2 separate regions of the Gossypium hirsutum genome follow, and region 2 is linked to region 1. Evidence: chromatin contacts called from public Hi-C data. All regions are on one chromosome and are shown on one strand. The core of a region is the stretch at or near the end of the contact, and the rest is flanking DNA. Distances in the headings are between cores, read along the strand shown.

Evidence for each region. Hi-C and Micro-C count contacts between places; a contact is called where the count stands out from the background.
Region 2: a Hi-C map of leaf shows a contact between it and region 1, with 2.7 times the contacts expected there. The contact joins the enhancer-like site here to the promoter of LOC107901216 in region 1. A contact is called at or near these places in 14 of 34 Hi-C or Micro-C datasets (anther, callus, hypocotyl and 3 more).

Annotation. Positions count from the first base shown.
Region 1 is chrD06:9,829,130-9,833,205 of Gossypium_hirsutum_v2.1, reverse strand. LOC107901216 (strigolactone esterase D14) reads left to right here and starts at 2,303. Exons shown (of 2, transcript XM_016827125.2): 1 at 2,303-2,921; 2 at 3,941-4,076. The coding sequence starts at 2,329.
Region 2 is chrD06:9,870,764-9,874,877 of Gossypium_hirsutum_v2.1, reverse strand. No RefSeq gene overlaps it. Among protein-coding and RNA genes, the nearest start is that of LOC107901216, 42 kb to the right of the region's middle. Within about 2 kb of position 2,022, at least 1 of the 9 cell types and tissues checked has an H3K27ac peak or open chromatin away from gene starts, as enhancers often do. A contact at or near this core is called in leaf, where this site is marked.

The DNA.
Region 1 (4,076 bases), core at 1,054-3,553:
TCTACGCTCGCAACTTTACTACTAGCTTTAGCTCTCGTGCTTCCTTATCTCTTAGTACACATTTTACGGTGAATTTGGATGGATGGTACGTTTACTTGCGATTAGTATAAAAAACAGCAGTAGCGATGAGATTAGACATTGTAACAATATTGTAGCGTGAGACAAAAAGTAAACTAAATGCACCGCACCCAATCTCCCACCCTTAATAACTTAAATATCAGAGCGCGTTAAAAACACACGTCTAATTTTTCTACCTCAAAAACTGCCTTCTAACCTGATTCGCCATACAAAACATTAAATCAACAATGTATAAAATATTTGATTTGACAAATAGCTTGAAAGATATTGAAATTGCTTTCACTTGGTGGAACCCAATTTTTAAATTATTTTATGAGTTTTAGATGAAATTATATTCGTCTTATAACCACTGATCCCATTGTCATCAACACAATTAGTTGGATGGCCGTTATTCATTCAAGACAGATGAGATGAGAGACTATTCAAACAATTTTTGTGCTTACTTTCTGGACCAAATTAGTTGCATTAAGGGCAAAGCAAAAAAAAAAAAATGGGGGGGGGGGTTAAAATTCATTGCAAAAACATAGCATAATGGAAATAGTAGGTAAAGGCAAGTAATTAATTAAGAAAAGCATTACTTTTGGAATGCGTGTGCTATCACTCAAATTACTATTTTATTAAAAAATATACAAAATTATTTTATCTCAATTTATTCTAAAAATAATATTCACGACTATAGATATAAAAATGAGACTCACACAATTTTATTAAACATCATACACTTTTTAACTAAAATAAACAAAATTAATAACTTTTTTATTGTAATCAGAGTATCTATCGTTAATAACAGTAATTAATTTTTTTTATCTCGGGTGTTTTTCAAAAAAATAAACGGTTGATTATAAAATATATTTCATTTCCTGTAAACGAGAATCAAACCCCCAACAATATAGGTAAAAGATAAAGTGAATATCCATCGTATCACACCTCATTGTTAACAAAAATAATAATAATTTAAATTCACATATTAATAAATAAAAAAGAATAAGGTGGGAATTAAAAAGAGAGGGAGAACGTGGTGGGGGCGGAGGAAATTTAATGGGAGAAAAAAGGTAGGGCTTGGACTTATCGCCAAACTCTTCCTCACTCGCTCACTCACGCCATCAACGAATATAATATTATCCAAATTCTAATGTCCAGACACACTACACGACAAACGTCTCCTTTTTAACCTAACTCCACTTCACCTGTCTTATTCCTTTCCTATGTATGTGGTCCCCCCCCCCCACCAAGGCGGCAATTGCCCTCATCCCATTTTTTTTTAATTTCATTATAATATCGTTTACGTAGTACGACTTATAAAATAATATACTCCATTAATATTTTGTATTTCTAATAATAACCCTAGCTTCTTCTTCTTCTTCTTCTTCATTTTCATCTTAACCTGTCAGAAACGGAAACCTCAATTTTTTGACCATTTTAGTTTATTTTATTTTATTTTCGCATGAGAAAAGCTTGGAAGAAATCTAATGCAAATTCCATGTTTTTCTTTTCCTTTGAATTTTTGAGGAATGTTTAGGACATAAAACAGCAACAAATTAGATATATGCAATAAAATCCACAAAACATGTCGGTGGATATGGCCTCCTTTTGGCGGCCGCAAACAAGAACAGAAAATGGTTCACAAACACAAGAAATAGATCACTAGAGTAGGTATATGTATATGAGGGAATGATATAAATAATACATAAATGCTATATATAGGTTCTTTTTAATGTTATTAATACTATGTTTAGACAGTACAACAAGACATGAATTTAATTATTGGTGATATAATACAACATGAATTCTTTAGGAGTGGGTATATTATATTTTGGTTTTCATGAAGAAGCAAACCCTTCCTTCTCTCGTGTGACTGCAAGCAAGCATTTATCCCAGAAAGAAAGTCAAATGAACAAATTTAGTAAGTTTTTAAAGCCACCAATTGCTGAATTTTGAAGCTAAGCTGATGCCGAGATTGACTCCTCTTGGTTGAATTTCATACCCATTTTGTTTATCACCGCCATTACATTAAATAACACTACATCATTACCCTGCAGTAAAAAAGCTTGAACTTGTCATTTCATTAATTTAAATTGAATGCCCCCATACTTATTTAAAATAGAAAAAGGCTGAAGTTGGATTGAACCACCCCCTCAAAAAAACCAACCATTCATTTAATTATCTTGGTGGGGTTTTGATGATGGATTAAGACTTCAACTGCACCTCTCAGCTAAAGCAAATACGTTGTTTTCTCCTATATATAAAAAAATGGTCGTAATCTATATAAAAATGTTAAAATACAATGCGACTATTCGAATAGAACCGAACCCGAAATGTATCCGAATTCGAAATAAATCCTGTGAGGCTGTGACTTTTCTATATAACCAAACCCGGACCAACAGGACGCACCACCAAAAAACAGCTTTAGCTCTCCTTCTCTCTCTCTTTTTGTTCTCTCGCTTAAGCCTGTGGAAGATGGTGGCGTTAGAAAGGAGCCTAGAAGCAGCCATGAATGCGAGGATAATAGGGAGTGGGAGTGAGACGATGGTGCTAGCACATGGGTTTGGAGGAGACCAATCTGTGTGGGACAAAGTCCTCCCTTGCTTGACAAAGCATTACCAGGTTGTCCTTTTTGACTGGACTTTTTCAGGGGCTGTAAAAGATCCCAACCTCTTCGATCCTTTGAAATACTCTTCTTATGATGCCTTTGCTGATGACTTGATTGCTCTTTTGGATGAGCTTCACTTGGAATCCTCCCTCGTCTTTGTCGGTCACTCCATGTCTGGTATGATCGGATGCATTGCTTCCATTGAAAGACCTCAACTTTTTAACAGGCTTATACTTGTTGCTGCTTCTCCTAGGTATTTTTTTTTATTTCCTTTTCTTACTTGTGCTATATCTTTAATTTTATAGATTCAAACCCCAAACCCATACAATTATTAAATATCTTTAATTCTGGCACATACTTCTTCTAAATATTCTTTCAACCTGGAGTTTAGTTGATATTCAATCATTCGTCACTTCATATATGATTAAGTACAAATTTGTATACTTTTTATCAAAAAATAATCCTCCTTTTTCATCCAATTTGTATACTTTTTTGGGTAATTTATAGAAGAAGTGAATCTATTTACCAATTTAACCTATATGTGTATATGTATATATAAAGAAATTGGATAATGGGAGAGTAGATGTGAAAATTAAATCAACCTAACGGCAAAATATGTGGACAGGAGGATCTGGGTCGGTTATCATAGACAGTGCTGTGTTCTTTGTCTTGTACTTTATATTGTGTGGATGATTCAACTTTATATATATACTCAATTATTTCAGTATCTCTCTATTTCTATGCTCAATTATATTACTTTCTGATTAAATAACAAATCCAATCTTATCTTATTTTCTGCTTTCTTCTTCTTTGACATTTTCTTATTACAAGCCAAAACCAACTTTTTAGTTCTATATTTTTTATTATTATCTTTTAATTTCTATAGAAAAACATTATATATGACAATCTTGTTGTTGTCGGCCGAAAACATGAAATTTGGTTCGCTTGTTAGATGTTATATGTACTCATCTATATATTATTATAATCCAAAGTCCTAATTTAGTTATACTTTTTTTAGGGTATTTATGCCTTTTCCATAAAGCTAAATTATATATATGTAATAAGACTTAAACCCAAGACTATATAATTTATAAAACATTAAATACGTTTCTTTTTTAAAATAATTTATTGAAATGATGACTAAAAACCTTAAAATGATCGAGTACATTCACTTAACAAAGCGAATTGGTGTTTCCGATATTTGCAATGTTTAATTTTGCAGGTATATGTATGGTTTCATGTAATTGTCTCATACTACCAAGTAATTTGCAGGTATATCAACATAGATGATTACGAAGGTGGATTCGACGATGCAACAATCGACGGCATCATATCGAGCATCGAATCCGACTATGAAAACTGGACATCAAATTTCGCACTACTCGTCGTCGACAATTCAGACCCGATA
Region 2 (4,114 bases), core at 773-3,272, 42 kb before region 1:
GATGAAATAGAACATTTAAGGGCATGGTAAAGAGTATGATTAGTCATTCTACCTTGCCTAAATTACTTTGGGGAGAAGCTTTAATGATCCTTTATGGAAAGATAATATTTCTAGCTTAAAGCATTTGCCTATTTCGGGATGTCCAACTGAGGCTAGGTAAGCTCAAATAAACTTTATATTTGAAGTACAAAAAATTATAAAAAGAATTTCAGACAAAAGATATGAAATCAATTTAAAAAATAAAATGGTACTAAAATAGTAATTTACCCAAATTGTAAATAGAATGTTATGAGTAAAAAAAAAGTAATATGAACATGACTATTTTTGTAATCTCATATGGCTATAGAGTTATTTTTTGAAGCTGAGTTGAATTTTTTTATGGGTATTGGGTATTGAATATTTATATTTATTTGGGCCTGGATATGATATGTGTTTTGGGTTTAATAATTAATCTTATTCAATTTATTCAGTTTGAAATATCAAACCTTAAAATCCATCGAATAAATTAATTAAACCTAACATTAATTTATTTTGTTTATTTAGATTTAAGAATTTTTTTACTTAATTTAAAAAAAGAATATTATATTTCGAAATAATTGTTGGAACATTGTGAAGGGCACTAGATTAGTTTCAACTAAATAGCAAACGTACTACACACATACACGTTTTCATTTTGGCTAATGAATTCCACAAACAAATAGGAGTGCTAAATGAAGTCCATAATCAAATTTTTATTTTACTTTTGTATCCTTGGCAAAGTCAATACATGATCAATCAAAATCCTTTGTTTAGACCTTTCCACCAAAGATTTGGACCTACCTAATATATTCCTTTCTAGCAATCTGAAGCTACAATCTTAGAATAAAACTTAACAAATTAGGATCCGTTAAGGATAAAATTATATGCGGAAGAGTATCTGAATCTATTGTTGGAAATTGCCCATAAGGTTTTAATCTTTCAAGAAAATAGTTTTTCTCTTGGTAAAACTCTGATGGGAATAGAAAAGAAATACGAAATATATATTATTTATTGGGGACCACTACTCCTTTTTAAATAATTTATTATTAAATCAATTTTGGGTATTTATAATTTAACCACTCATCAAATTATAAATGTCAAATTATAAATACAACTTATGGTATCTGCACATTATTTTCATTCATTATATATAGATTTTAATCCAACACTCAGGCTTCAAGTCCTCTAATTTGTTTCATTATCTTTAGTCTTCCTTTTCTTGGTCCAAAATGGTAAGTGGACTGGGAAGCAACACCTGCAATAGTGTGACATTCCATGTTTGTTTTGCAATGCGCGCATGGGCATGTTTTTTGTTAGAAATCTACAGTATGATATGGTGAAGCTATTACGTACTAAACCTATAATCTTTCAAATAATGGAAAAAACCTGGGACAAAAAAGTCAAGCATGCTTAGTTCGAATAAATACACTTCCTGTTTTCAGCATAAGCGGATTGACTAGTAAAGATGAACTTGTATGATGCATGGCTTGAGCATTTCAGTTGAACAATGGCTTCCATTCACATTTAGAAAGTCATATTTTTCTCCCTTTAATTTTATGATTCTCTACCTTTCTTATTGCTCTTAGAGCTACCCATGAAAATGACAAGGAGCTGGATTGATTGTTGGTACAGTTTTTGTGTCATCTCATTATGCAAACATACATGGCTGGATGCTTGAGTAAAACTTCTTTCCATTCTCTTTGGGAACATTTTTTAATAAAGACAGGAGAAAATTTTGGCGTGGGTTGGTTGACTTGTCCGGAGAAACATTAATTGACATGGGTCGCGGTCGTAGATAAAAGAACATGGCACATAAAAGAAATGGAAAACTTGAGCAAGAAGAATAGTGTGCAGCAATAAATAGCAGGCAGGCTTAATTCAATTGGTTTTTAGAGATAGTTAATTTGCTTTGGCATCAAAAGAGAGAGCAATAAATGAAAGATATGTAGGAAGATGTTGACTAGGTATCGGCATTAACAACGTTAGGAACCGTCTTTTAAATGAGCAGAACTACCCTCATCTCTTTGGGGATATCTAAACTACAGGAGCCGACCTTTTAATGACTTCCTCCCTCCACTTTATTTCTTTTCTTCCTTTTGGCTTTAAATAATAGTCTTTTTCCCCATAACCAATGCTCCCTCTTAATGACAGATCCATTGAATCCTGGGTTACCTCGCTCCTCATGGTCTCTTCTTTGCCAGTTTGATAGCAGCATGTGAGGTGGTCTTTCTTTCATGCATTCTACAACATGAAAAGCGTGCCTCACTATTAGGGTTGATAGAGAAACCAAAACCAATTTGAATTTCTTCAATTACAATTTTTTTAATATTTAAAATAATAAAAAATAACTTTAATTTTTTATATAAAAATTTATTTTTCTAAAAAAAATACAAGATTTATTATATAAAATATTTTTTATATACAAGTTTTTTTTAAATATATAAAAAATTTAAACTTTGCCACATAATATCAAAAGCCATAAAATAAAGGGAAAGAATTGTGTGAAATAGAGAGGCCACATCATCCTATATCTCTTACTAATTATTTAATGTCATTTTAACATTTTTTTTCATGTCATTGACATATCATTTTGATAATTTTTTTAACCTGAACTCTCAACCTTAAACCCTGAACCTTAGACTTTAAACCTTAGACCTTAAACTTTGGACCTTGAGTTCAAGGTTCAGGGTTCAAAGTTTAAGGTTTAAAGTTTAGGGTTTAGGATCTAAAGTTTAAGGTTTAGGTTTAAAAAGTTATCAAAATGAGGTGTCAATGACATGGAAAAGTTATGAGATGACATTAAATAATTGATAAGGGATACAGAATGAAGTGGCGTCTCTATTTCATACAATCCTTTCCTTAAAATAAATCTCATTTTATCAAGATAAATCTAAAAATTCAAAACCTAAACTAATAAAAAAAATATTATACCTGATTTTTAAAAATTAAATAAATAAAAAGATTTATGTTTCTTACTAATTATGTTACAAGATAAAACAAAGGTTAAAAATTTTTAATTTCACTAGTGGATTGAAATTTTAGTATGTCTCCTTAAATTGTATGTAATTTAAAGAATAAAAATAAAGAGGATATGTAGTAATATCTCACCTCTACTACTTGTAGTGTTAAAAATTTTTAATGCTTATGTACCGAATAATTACCCGTTATAATATTAAAAAAAAGTAAAATAATAATTTTCAACTATATAATTATTTTTAAAAAAAAGTCAAGTTTTGTAATTAGGTACATGGCATGGATGATTATTGTTTAAAAAGTGAGAAATTATTAGAAAGTTAGATAAAAAAAATTTTGGTAGAAATAAAATTTAGTACTAAACTAAAATTCCAAAAAGATTAGGCTCCATCAGTCGCCACATGCATTGCACGTTGAATGTCCTCTTCTAACAAACTTCTCACGTATGACGGAGGATTAACAAGGACGATAAAATGATCAGTTTCACCCCTACCTCCTTAGCGTTATAGTTAACAACCTTTATTACTATTTATTAGTTCAAAATTTATTGGTTTTTTTTTTCTTCATTGTATTGATGTTATTTGACTTGTGACATCAAATTTAGGTATACACTTTATTATTAATACAGATATAATAGAATATCATCCCACATTAGTTAAGACTAGACCATGTCACACTCTAATGAAAGTGAAAGAGTAAAATTTTGTATAAAAAATATAATTATGGAAGATAGCTCTTCAATAAATTTATTAATTTTAGGTCATTAGAATTTTACCTTATTTTTTTGGTTTTATTTAAATAATTTATATAAAAATATCAAACATAAAAAAAACTAATATTTATACTTTCTTAAAAATGATTTTTGAGTAAATTTTCTGATTGAATTGGTAATAGACCTAAACATAGGTTAGGTAATTTGTTTAGCCCGAAAGGCTCAACTTGACTTGAATTAAGTTTAAACATGTATTTTTACAACTCAAGCCCGTTCAGTCTAAATTTTATTCGAAAAATAAAAACATTTTTAATTTAAATTTATTCATAAGAAAATATATAATATCAATTAAAAATATATTTTTAAGATTTTATTAATTTTTAAACCTTAAAACTAAAACGCAGGAAACAA